2 separate regions of the Mus musculus genome follow, and region 1 is linked to region 2. Evidence: chromatin contacts called from public Hi-C data. All regions are on one chromosome and are shown on one strand. The core of a region is the stretch at or near the end of the contact, and the rest is flanking DNA. Distances in the headings are between cores, read along the strand shown. Region 1 holds the start of Acaca (acetyl-Coenzyme A carboxylase alpha). Region 2 has its middle 16 kb from the start of Tada2a.

What was found. A called contact is a pair of places that touch in the nucleus more often than the background predicts.
Region 1: a Hi-C map of liver shows a contact between it and region 2, with 2.0 times the contacts expected there. The contact joins the promoter of Acaca here to the enhancer-like site in region 2. A contact is called at or near these places in 4 of 39 promoter capture datasets (3T3-L1-derived adipocytes, cranial neural crest, embryonic stem cells and 1 more), 4 of 484 Hi-C or Micro-C datasets (the HPC-7 cell line, liver and nephron progenitors), 4 of 115 datasets of contacts at active chromatin or transcription factors (double positive thymocytes, embryonic stem cells, intestinal crypt epithelium and 1 more) and 3 of 9 other capture datasets (adipose tissue, liver and pancreatic islet).

Annotation. Positions count from the first base shown.
Region 1 is chr11:84,191,722-84,196,817 of GRCm38.p6, reverse strand. Acaca (acetyl-Coenzyme A carboxylase alpha) reads right to left here and starts at 1,380. Exons shown (of 54, transcript NM_133360.2): 1 at 1,131-1,380. The coding sequence starts at 1,354.
Region 2 is chr11:84,142,791-84,147,944 of GRCm38.p6, reverse strand. It overlaps a transcript of Acaca not described here. Among named protein-coding and RNA genes, the nearest start is that of Tada2a, 16 kb to the right of the region's middle. Within about 2 kb of position 1,669, at least 18 of the 459 cell types and tissues checked have an H3K27ac peak or open chromatin away from gene starts, as enhancers often do. A contact at or near this core is called in intestinal villus epithelium and liver, where this site is marked.

The DNA.
Region 1 (5,096 bases), core at 131-2,630, 49 kb before region 2:
TATCAAGATAATAACAGTAGCAGCAGCTACCCTAATTTGTGTTTATCTAGCTTAGAACCTCAATACTTACCCTCAATGCACATTAAAATCATCTAGCTAACATTTTGTTTGTTTGTTTGTTTGTTTTATTGCATATTTCTGTCTCTGTGTGTTCAAATTTCTAGAGATGAGGATAATTTCCTAAAGTTTACTCACAAAATATTTGCTCCAAAATCCTTAAACCTAAGAATTAAAAAGTAAATGACTAGCCTAAGTTGTCTAATCAGCCATCCATCAAAGGGTGTGGTGGCTTATACCAGTACCCAGCAGTCCAGTAGCTCTAGCACTCCCAAGCCAGGGCAGCAAGATTAGGAGTTTAATGTCAGCCTGGGCTGGGCTACATAGTAAGTTTGAGGCCAGCCTGAGTTATATGAGACCCTGTCCCAGAACAAAACAAAAAACATTACTTTAACATGAGTGAGGTAGCACACACTTCTAATACCAGCACTAAGAAGGTGGAGTCAGGAGGATCAAGAATTCAGGAGTTTGGAGGTACATCAGACCCAGGTTCAAAAACAAAATGTCCATAGCATAGTGTACAGTCTCAGCACTCAGGTAGCAAAAGCAGGAAGGTCTCAGCAAGCTCCAGGTCAGCCTGTTCTATATAGGAAGTTCCAGTCCAACCTGGGTAACAGAACCCTGACTCAAAACACAAAAAACAAAATGCCACGGGCTAAGGATGAAGATCAGCGGTTCATTCACCTAGCATGTATAAGGCTCTGGTTTCAGTTGCTAGCACTGATACGGGAGAGGAGGAAAGACTACAAATTTGGCCATGTCTGCCAAATTCCTATCACTCAATGAGAGTTGCAACATTATTAATCAAAGTACTACAGAAGCTGAAATTCTTCAACCAAACTCTCCTTCACTGGGTCATACTGAAGGGCCTAGTATGTATAAAGGATGGAAAAACTGAGGAGAACACGTAGGAAAAGATACTCCCCAAGCCTGAAAAGTGCATCATTTCCTAGTCATAGAAGATGGGCCAGGGAATGGAGGTGAAATTAATATATTCTTATTCCTTTCAGAACATAAGCAGTGAAAATAACAAGACAGATTAAACACATTAACCATGAAGCAATTCTTCTCACCTCATGTGAAAGGCCAAACCATCCTGTAAGCCAGAGATCCCCAAATCAGAAAGTGTATCTGAGCTGACGGAGGCTGGTGACAGGGAGCCCTCCTTCTCTTCTAGGTCCAGCTTCACCAGGTTACTGATCTCATCTTCTGAGTTGTCTTCAGACACAGACCCAATTATGAATCGGGAGTGCTGGTTTAGCTCCAGAGTTTTGGCCAACGGAGATGGTTCATCCATTATTCTTTCAAAATAAGCTCTCAGAGCTATGGGAAAAATTAAGAGAAAAGTAGGTTATAAGCAATAACCTATAGATGAGAACACACAAGAAAGTAAAGCATAAACCACAAGTGGCTTGGAAATAAGTCTGAGTCTAAGAACTGGCTTGCTTGGCTACTCTTTTTGGGTTTTTTTGGTTTTTTTAAAACAGGGTTTGTCTGTTTAGCCTTGGCTGTCCAGGAACTTACTCTACAGATCAGCCTGGCCTTGAACTCACAGAGATCCACTTACCTTTGCCTCCCAAGTGCTGAGATTAAAGCCTGGCTTCCATGGCTATTCTATTCCAGTATGTTTGTTTCCTCCAAGGGAGGAAAAGAGAGGTTGTGGTAACTATGCTTATAAATTAAAAGTTTTAGAAGTAGTTCTCACAGTATGCGCATTACCAATCTCTTCACAATTTCAGTGAGACTGAAGGAATAACTATACCAATGGGAACACTTTCCTGTAAGCAAAGCTGTTGTGAGACTGTGACTCATCTGTAGCAGCGTGGGTAAAGAGTGCTAAAGAGTTTAGCAAGAGTGGAAGTTGCTTGAAACTGGGTGGTTAAACTACATAATGATCACCTGGTGCCAAACACAATACAATGAAAGTTATGAATTTTACTAAACATATGTATTTAAAGTAAAACAACAAAACCTCGTGTGTGTACATGAGGTTTTTTTTTCAACTGATTATTTTAAAAATCTACCCCCAAATGTCTATTTTTGTTGTTTAGTTCTGTACACAGAATTGGTAGAGGGAGTGAATCTACTACCAAATTTTAAATCTGTATTCAAAGTGGTTGATGTGCCATCACAAACTCCATTTTTCTAGATAGTGGACCTTACTAGCTATCATCAGTAGATAATGAACAAACCTGACCAAAAATAGTTACCAGTTCAAAGCCCCATAAGAAAACAAAAACAAACAAAGTTAAAAGTATTCTTTCCCTTCAACATACTTATTTTAAAAACTTTAAATCATGGTATGGTGGCACATGCCTTTAATCCCAGCACTCAAGAAGCAGAAGCAGGTAGATCTCTGTGAGTTCCAGGGCATGAAACTATTAGAAGACAGATCTCTGTATTGTATTTCTTTTTTTTTTTTTAGTCTCCAAAGTGTATGGAGTTCAGTCTAAAAGACAACCAAATCATTAGAAGAAAAGGGGAGGGCTGGTGAAGTGGCTCAGCAGGTAAGACTGACTGCTCTTCTGAAGGTCCTGAGTTCAAATTCCAGCAACCACATGGTGGTTCACAACCATCAGTAATGAGATCTGACACTCTCTTCTGGTGTGTCTGAAGACAGCTACAGTGTACTTATGTATAATAATAAATGAATCTATGGACCAGAGCGAGCAGAGGTCCTAAATTCAATTTCCAACAACCACATGAAGGCTCACAACCATCTGTACAGCTACAGTGTACTCATATACATAAAATAAATAAATAAATCTTAAAAAAAAAAAGAAAAATTGAGTTAGGGAATAAGAGGAAAGGAAAAAGTGACATTCCAATACACTGACCATGTTAAAAATAATAAAAGATACAGCAACCGAGAGAATAAAAAAATGAAAGCTGGCCAAGTATTTGGAGAGGCAGGGAAGAGACAGCATCTCACAGTCAGGCTAACCCCAAACTTCTACAGCAGGGGATACCTATAGCTGGGATGACATTAGTACACCTCCACACCTGGCTCACAGCTGCTGCCTTCACAAGGGAACCAAGGCACACAGGTGTACATTCTAATTTATAATCTGACTGAAATCTGATGGTCACAAAAATAAAATAAAGTTCATGAGAAAGTAGTGACGCTTGGAGATCATGAAAGTAAAGAAGGTCAGCGTTAGTAAAATACAGTCCCTGGGCTGATGAATGAAAGGCTCAGCACAGCCCTTCATCCTGGCCCCTCCTAGCGGCCAGAACCCAGGCAGCCTTTTCTAAGGGCTGCACAGACTGGAAGCAGCCGTGTTTAACAACTGACGCCTGCCCAGCGGCAAGCACCTGTACGGAACACTGCTCCCTAGCGCAGGCATGTATGCCACCAGAAAGGGAGGTCATGCCTGGAAAATCACTGAGTAGCCATCCAGACACTCTAGAAGCTGCCACAGCCTGTCCCATTTCCATTGATTCCAGTCCTAAATTAGAGAGAAGGCAGTGGGTCACCACCGTTGTCATTGTCAGCCTCCCTGTTCGCTTGGGTCACTCACCCTACGTCTGCCAATATTCTTTGTGGAAGACAACAGAAACCCACAGTTTAACATCTTAGCACATTAAAACTTTTACTACAGTGTAAACATAAAAGACTATTATTTGAAACTGACCTCTTATAATTCTTATTGTCTCAGCAGATATCCGCCTCCAAAAAGAACTAAATAAAGAGAAAAACAGAGATTTGAAGGTTGCTTTTTCTGTTCATTTGGTTTTCTTTTTCTTCTTTTAAAAACCAATTTTTTTTCTCAATTCCAGTTCTACTCAGTCTAGTACAAAAATAGTAAAATTGATAATATTATGTTTTCTGGTAAATATTATCTAACTTCAAGCATAAAGTCAGTAGTTTATTACTCAATGATATAAAACAAAAACATTTCATATTCGAAAACTTTATTATTTCTAAATATACTAAACAGTGATCCAACTTTATTTCATAAAATAGCTTTCCTAAAAAAAAAAAAATACTCAGAATCAATGCATTGCAACACTTACTACTTCTAACATTTCATTAAAAATAAGGCAATAAAGAAAAAATAATTTCATTTCCCAGAACTCAGGCTGAGTATGTTTACAAATGGTTACAAGCATTACAAAAACTAGAAACCAGGGAGAGGGCCACATTGCCATTATTCTAAGTCCTTAAACTCTAAAGGGCCAAAAAAGTATACTCCCCAAATCCTAGGTTTGCTTCTGAGCTAACAATGTAAAAGTATCCACGGAAGAAAGCCTCCATTTTGATTGTGTATCAAACACCCAGAAGCTTTGCAAAATTATGCCTGTGCAGAGGGACCTCTGGCCGAGGCCTGCAATCTTAGCATTTGAGAGGTAGAAGAAGATCAGGAGTTCCAGGAGTTCAAAGTTACCCTTGGCAACACAGAAAGATCTAGACCCAGCCTGTACTATATGAAACCCTGTCTCAAAAACAAATAAAAATAAAAAATAAATAACCTGGGAGGTAATGCCAAACACGATTAATCCTAGCACTCAGGAAGCAAAGGCAGGTGGCCAGCCTGGTCTATAAAGCAAGGTCAAAAACAGCCAGGGATGATTGATAGATAGATAGATAGATAGATTTTTTTTTAAAAGCTGTCTTTAAAACAAGACAAAACCAAATTAAAAAACAAACAAACTTCAAAAATACTCATGTGTAAAATTCACTCCACATCTACCAAATCAGATCTGCAGTTGGAGGGGACACAGGTATCTCAATTACTTTTATTTTTATGTGTCTGAGTGTTTTGCCTCCATGTCTGCCTGGTACCCATGGAGGCCAGAAGGGGGCATTGGATTTCCTAGAACTGGAGTCACAGAAATAGAACCAGGGTCACTTGAAAGAGTAGCCAATGCTAATAACTGATGAGCCACCTCTCTAGCCCCAGATTTTTAAAGATTGGTTCTTTTGGGCGTTTCATACAACATGCTTTGATAATATTGACCCTACCCTAGATATTTTAATTTTAAATTCAGTTGATAATACTAGTGTCTGAAAGTCTAAGGTAGAAGGATGGTCAATT
Region 2 (5,154 bases), core at 420-2,919:
CAAGTGCTGGGATTAAAGGCATGCGCCACCATGCCTGGCCCCCAAGGCCCTTCTTAATAAGTCATTCCTAAAGAGTTTCAGGACAGCAGAAATATAGCTTCACATGAAATCTGAAGGTTCAGGATTCCTAAAGTAGGTCTGATATTATGCTTTGTTTTCCTTTTTTTTTCTTTTGTGCTGTGAGCTGAACTTTCAACTCTCTTGCTTCAGCCTCCAAGAGGAGCTGGCAATACAAGTGTGCACCAGAAAGCCTGGCTGTGCCTTATTTAATTTTTAATTTTGTGAGACAAGATTTTATGATGTAGCTCAGGCTGGCCTCCAACTTGCTATGTACCTGAGGATCACCTTGAACTCCCGACCTTCCCACCTCCTGGCTGGGCATTATTTTACCAGTGAGCTGCATATGGTTTTGATAAAGGCTCTAGAACAAAATGATTGCGATGATGAGCCCTCTCACAAGGGCATAGCTATAAACAAAGTCTGACCTGCTAATCAAGAGTTCCGAGAGGGTTAGAAAGTCATGGCACATACCTTTAATTCAAACACTCAGGAGGCAGAGACAGGCAGATCTCTGAATTCATGGCCAGCTTGGTCTACAGAGTGAGTTCCAGGACAGCCAGGGCTACACAGAGAAACCCTGTTTCGTAAAATAAAACAAAAACATTGAGTTCAGTGGAAAAGAGAGCCAGGGCCTGAAGCAACTGAAGCAGTGGATGGGGCCGTCCTGCTGCTTTCCCTGTGATTGTGAAACCTTTCCAGTTGTCATGTATATGTGTACACACACGCACACATACATGCACACACACACTCCCAGATAACCTTCAGCTCATGATCCTCCTGTCTCCCACTTTTAGGCACTTGCATTACAGGCATGGCACGTGTCACCAAGTCTGGCAAGTGATTCTGTTTTCTTAGTTCTCAAGAAGAAACCAGAGACAAAGTCTAGCCTTCCTCCTTCCACTTTAAGTACTGTTCCCAACAGGATTCTTGAAAGTGTACTACCTAAGCAGGGAACAAGCTGAGCCAAGAGGAAAGGACAGATACAAGGCAATTGTGAGTCAAAGCTTCCTGGAAGAGCAGAAGAACCTCTCAAATTCCACAGAACTTTCAGGGCACAGCAGACAGGGGACACTAGACCATGCGTGGCCTTGGATATGTGAGTGGATCGTGTGTACCCGACTAGTGGCTCAACACCTCACGTTTACTCTGATACCCATTACTTTGCTTGGCCCTATATTTGAGAAGAAACAAAAAAAAAAAGCCTGCTCTTTCCCCAGTCTAGGAGGGGAGGCCATTAAAAAGACTCAATCTGATTCTAGGATTAATGCCAGCATTCATCCCTTCCGTCACCAACAGAATGTTCCCTAACCCGGAAACGTGAGATTTCCTAGAAGATGAGAGCCATGCTGGGTGCTCATCAGTTCTGCTCTTCTGTGAGAGTGAGACCTGGGTGACACCTGTACTGACTTGCTTCGTGGAAATTGACACGATCCAAACTGTGCATTCTGCTTGTGGGCAGTTGTCTTGGCAACAGCAAAGACTCTTCCAAGCATTTTTCCCACTCCCTAATCTGCTAGCCACTTTGAATCCCTCCCCTAGCAGAGGGAGGATTTGGAAACTAGGAGCTGAGGAGAGCAGAGGAGAAGAGGGCACTCCTGTGTGGACTTTGCAATGTGGACTTCAGTCTGCAGATTGCCCAGAGTCACACACAAATGCTCCGGTCATCATTGTAGACACACTCAATGCAACTGCCAGCAAGTCCTCTGCAAAGTGCCAAACTCCTGATGCAAATGGTTTCTCATTAAAGTATCTCATCAAAGTGTTTTTCTGATTACTAAAGTACATTCCCACTATTGAAATTTACACAAAATAATGAAGACTGTAAAGGAATAGAAGAATAGAAGTTACATTTAATCCCTCCTCCCACAGGTAACCAGTAACACTGATAGTTCTTTTATGGGCATTACAAATAGATGTGTATATGGTGAGAGACATATATTGCATAGCATGACACTCTCCATACCACTTTTAACCTGATGTCCCTTTTTCCCACTAGTACATTAGCACCATATTTCCAACTGGCACACTAATTATTTTGTGTGTATTTTCAGTCTCAAAGGGAGCTAGAAGCCTTTCTTTCTGAAGGGTTGGTGTGACCCTGATACCCTTTGCTTTGTTTTGCATTGCTCAATAAGGTCTTGTGCAGTCTAGCTCGCTGTAACTTCACAATGTGGTCGTCGACGGTGATCTTGAACTTCGGATTTCTCTCTCTCTAGCTCCTAAGACTGGGCTTGCAAGTCTGCACCACTCCACCTGGCTATATCCCAATTCAGTACTTTTCCCCCCTCTCACTCAGTAGCCCAGGCTGCTCTGAACTTACTATGTAGGACTGTAATTATCCTCCTGCCTCAGCTTTCCAAGTGCTGAGAATACACGTGTGAACCACCCGCTCAGCTTCTCAATACTTTTTTTGAGTCCAAAGATTAAGGCAAATTCTTACTTGGTGCAAACAAGACACATTTAAAAAACCTCTACTTTGAACTTTTGAAGCTATTGCCTAATGGCATTGAGTAAATGGCTGTATTTGTGGGATGTTAGAAGGATTGCTTGAGAGCCAGGTGCTATGGCTCAGGAATGATTCTAGCACTAGACAGCCGAGGCAGGAAGACTGCCAGGAATTCCTCCTGGCCAGCACGGACTACATAGTGAGTTCTCTGCCAATCTCGGCTACTTAGTGAGACCCTGTTTCAAAAGACAATTCCTTTCAGAAAAGTAATGGTATGCAAATAACCAGAAAGCAAAAGTGGGAACTATTTTAGAGAAAAAGGAGGTGGGGGTGTGTGTGGTAAGACTCAAGTATGAGATATACATATGAAAATGTCACAATGAAACCCAGTTTTTGTATGCTATGCAAAATAGAAAAGGGGCTACAAGAAAGATTTTTTCTTAAAAAGTGTTATTTTGTTAAACATAAATACAAAATATAAATATATAAAGGGCTAGAGAACTGTTCCTATTCCAGAGGAACTGAGTCTGGTTCTTAGCACCTATACCAGGCAACTCATAGGCGCCACCTGTAACTGTCATTCCAAGAGACCTGACACCCTCTTCTGGCTTCCACAGGTACCTACCTACATGCATGTGGAATTTATTTGTACACACCCACATACATGTACATTAAAATAACAAAAATAAATCTAAAATATTGTCAACCCAAAATATGTAGCAAATATATAGCCGTTTCTTCATTTTCAGATTTATTTATTGTGCATCCATGTTTTATCTTCATGTATGAATATGCACTATGTATGTCTGTTGCCTGTGGTTATAAGCTGACATGAGGGGCTGAGAACTCAACGTGGGTCCTCAACAAAAACAATGAGTTCTCTCTAGTGCTGAGTCACCTCTCCAGTCTCCATTTCTTAATTTTTAAAAAATGATTTATTGATTTTTATGTATATGAGTACATTATAGCTAGCTGTCTTCAGACACACCAGAAAAGGGCATCAGATCCCATTACAGATGGTTGTGAGCCACCATGTGGTTGCTGGGAATTGAACTCAGGACCTCTGGAAGAGCAGTCAGTGCTCTTAACTGCTGAGCCATCTCTCCAGCTCACTATTTCTTAATTTTTAAGCTATACCTGTGACTGAATCAAAACTAACCAAGCTGGTTGTGGTGGCACATGCTGTAATGCCACTACTCAGACAGCTGAGGCAGGAGGCTTTCCATGAATTTGAAGCCAACCTGGACTACAAATGAGTCCTGACTAGCTGTGTTACATAAAGAGTTTTGTCTTAAACAAATAAAAATAAAGCAAAAAACTGATGTAGGATTCTGGATATCTGGAATTTCTGAGCAAGCATTAACCTTCCTCCTTTCCTGACCCCCAAAGTTATGCAGGGGTGGGCGTAGGGGCAGTAGTGGCCCTCACTGCTCACTAACCCCACTTTTCATGCTCTTTAAACGCTACGCAACAGATTCTGATCTAAAGTATTTCCCCAGTGTTTATAATGAGCTATTTTCCAAGAACAGTTCCTTAGGATAAGGAGCCATAAACCCTTTACTTATCGACATATTTGCCTAGGACAGGTTAAGAGTCTATGTGCCCCCTCCCTCCCACTCTCACGCTTTGAGAAAGGGTCTCTCTATGTAGTTATGGTTGGCCTGAAAATATCATTATGTAGACCAGACTGGCTATGAGTTCATAGAGATCCACCTGCCTCGCCTCGCCTCCCCTCGCCTCTCCTCTCCTCCCCTCCCCTCGCCTCCCCTCCCCCCCCCTCCTCCTCTTCTTCTTCTTCTTCTTCTTCTTCTTCTTCTTCTTCTTCTTCTTCTTCTTCTTCTTCTTCTTCTTCTCTCTCTCTCTCTCTCTCCCTCTCTCCTTCTCCTCCTCCTCCTCCTCCTCCTTCTTCTTTTTCTTCTCTCTCTCTCTCTCTCTCTCTCTCCCTCCCTCCATCCCTCTCTCTCTCTCTCTCTCTCTCTCTCTCTCTCTCTCTCTCTCTCTCTCTCGTGCTGGGATTACATATGCCACCACACCCAACAAATTCATCTCTCAATTAATATTCACTCATTGTTATTTTTAGTGTGTATGCACACATGCATGTGTGCCTGTGTGTGGAGATAGAAGGACAATCTTGGATGTTATCTTTAGGAATTCTATCCACCTCTTTTGAGACATGAAATTCTCATCAGCCTGGAGCTTACTAATGGGCCAGGCTGGCTGGCTGGGGAGTCCCAGGGATCCTCCTGTCTCTAAAGCACTGAGATGACATGCTTACACTATCACACCCATTTTTTTTTACATGAGTCCTGGGATCAAACTCAGATTCTCATGCTTTCAGTGTGCTTTACAGACTGAGTGATCCCTCCGTCAAGATCTTGTTGGTAGTTTTGAGACCCAGACTTATACAGTTGAGGGTGACTTTGAACTCCCCAGCTTCTTACCTCCAGTGCTGAGATTATAAGTGTGCCCACCAGTTTACATCATGCTAAAGACTGATGGTCACTCTACCAACTAAGCTTCAACCCCAGGTTTTGTTTTTGCTTTTGTCTGTCTGTCTGTCTGTCTGTCTGTCTGTCTGTCTGTTTTTAGGACAGTCTCCCTAGCCCAGACTAGCTGAATTCATAGATGCAGCCCAGCCTGGCCTAGAA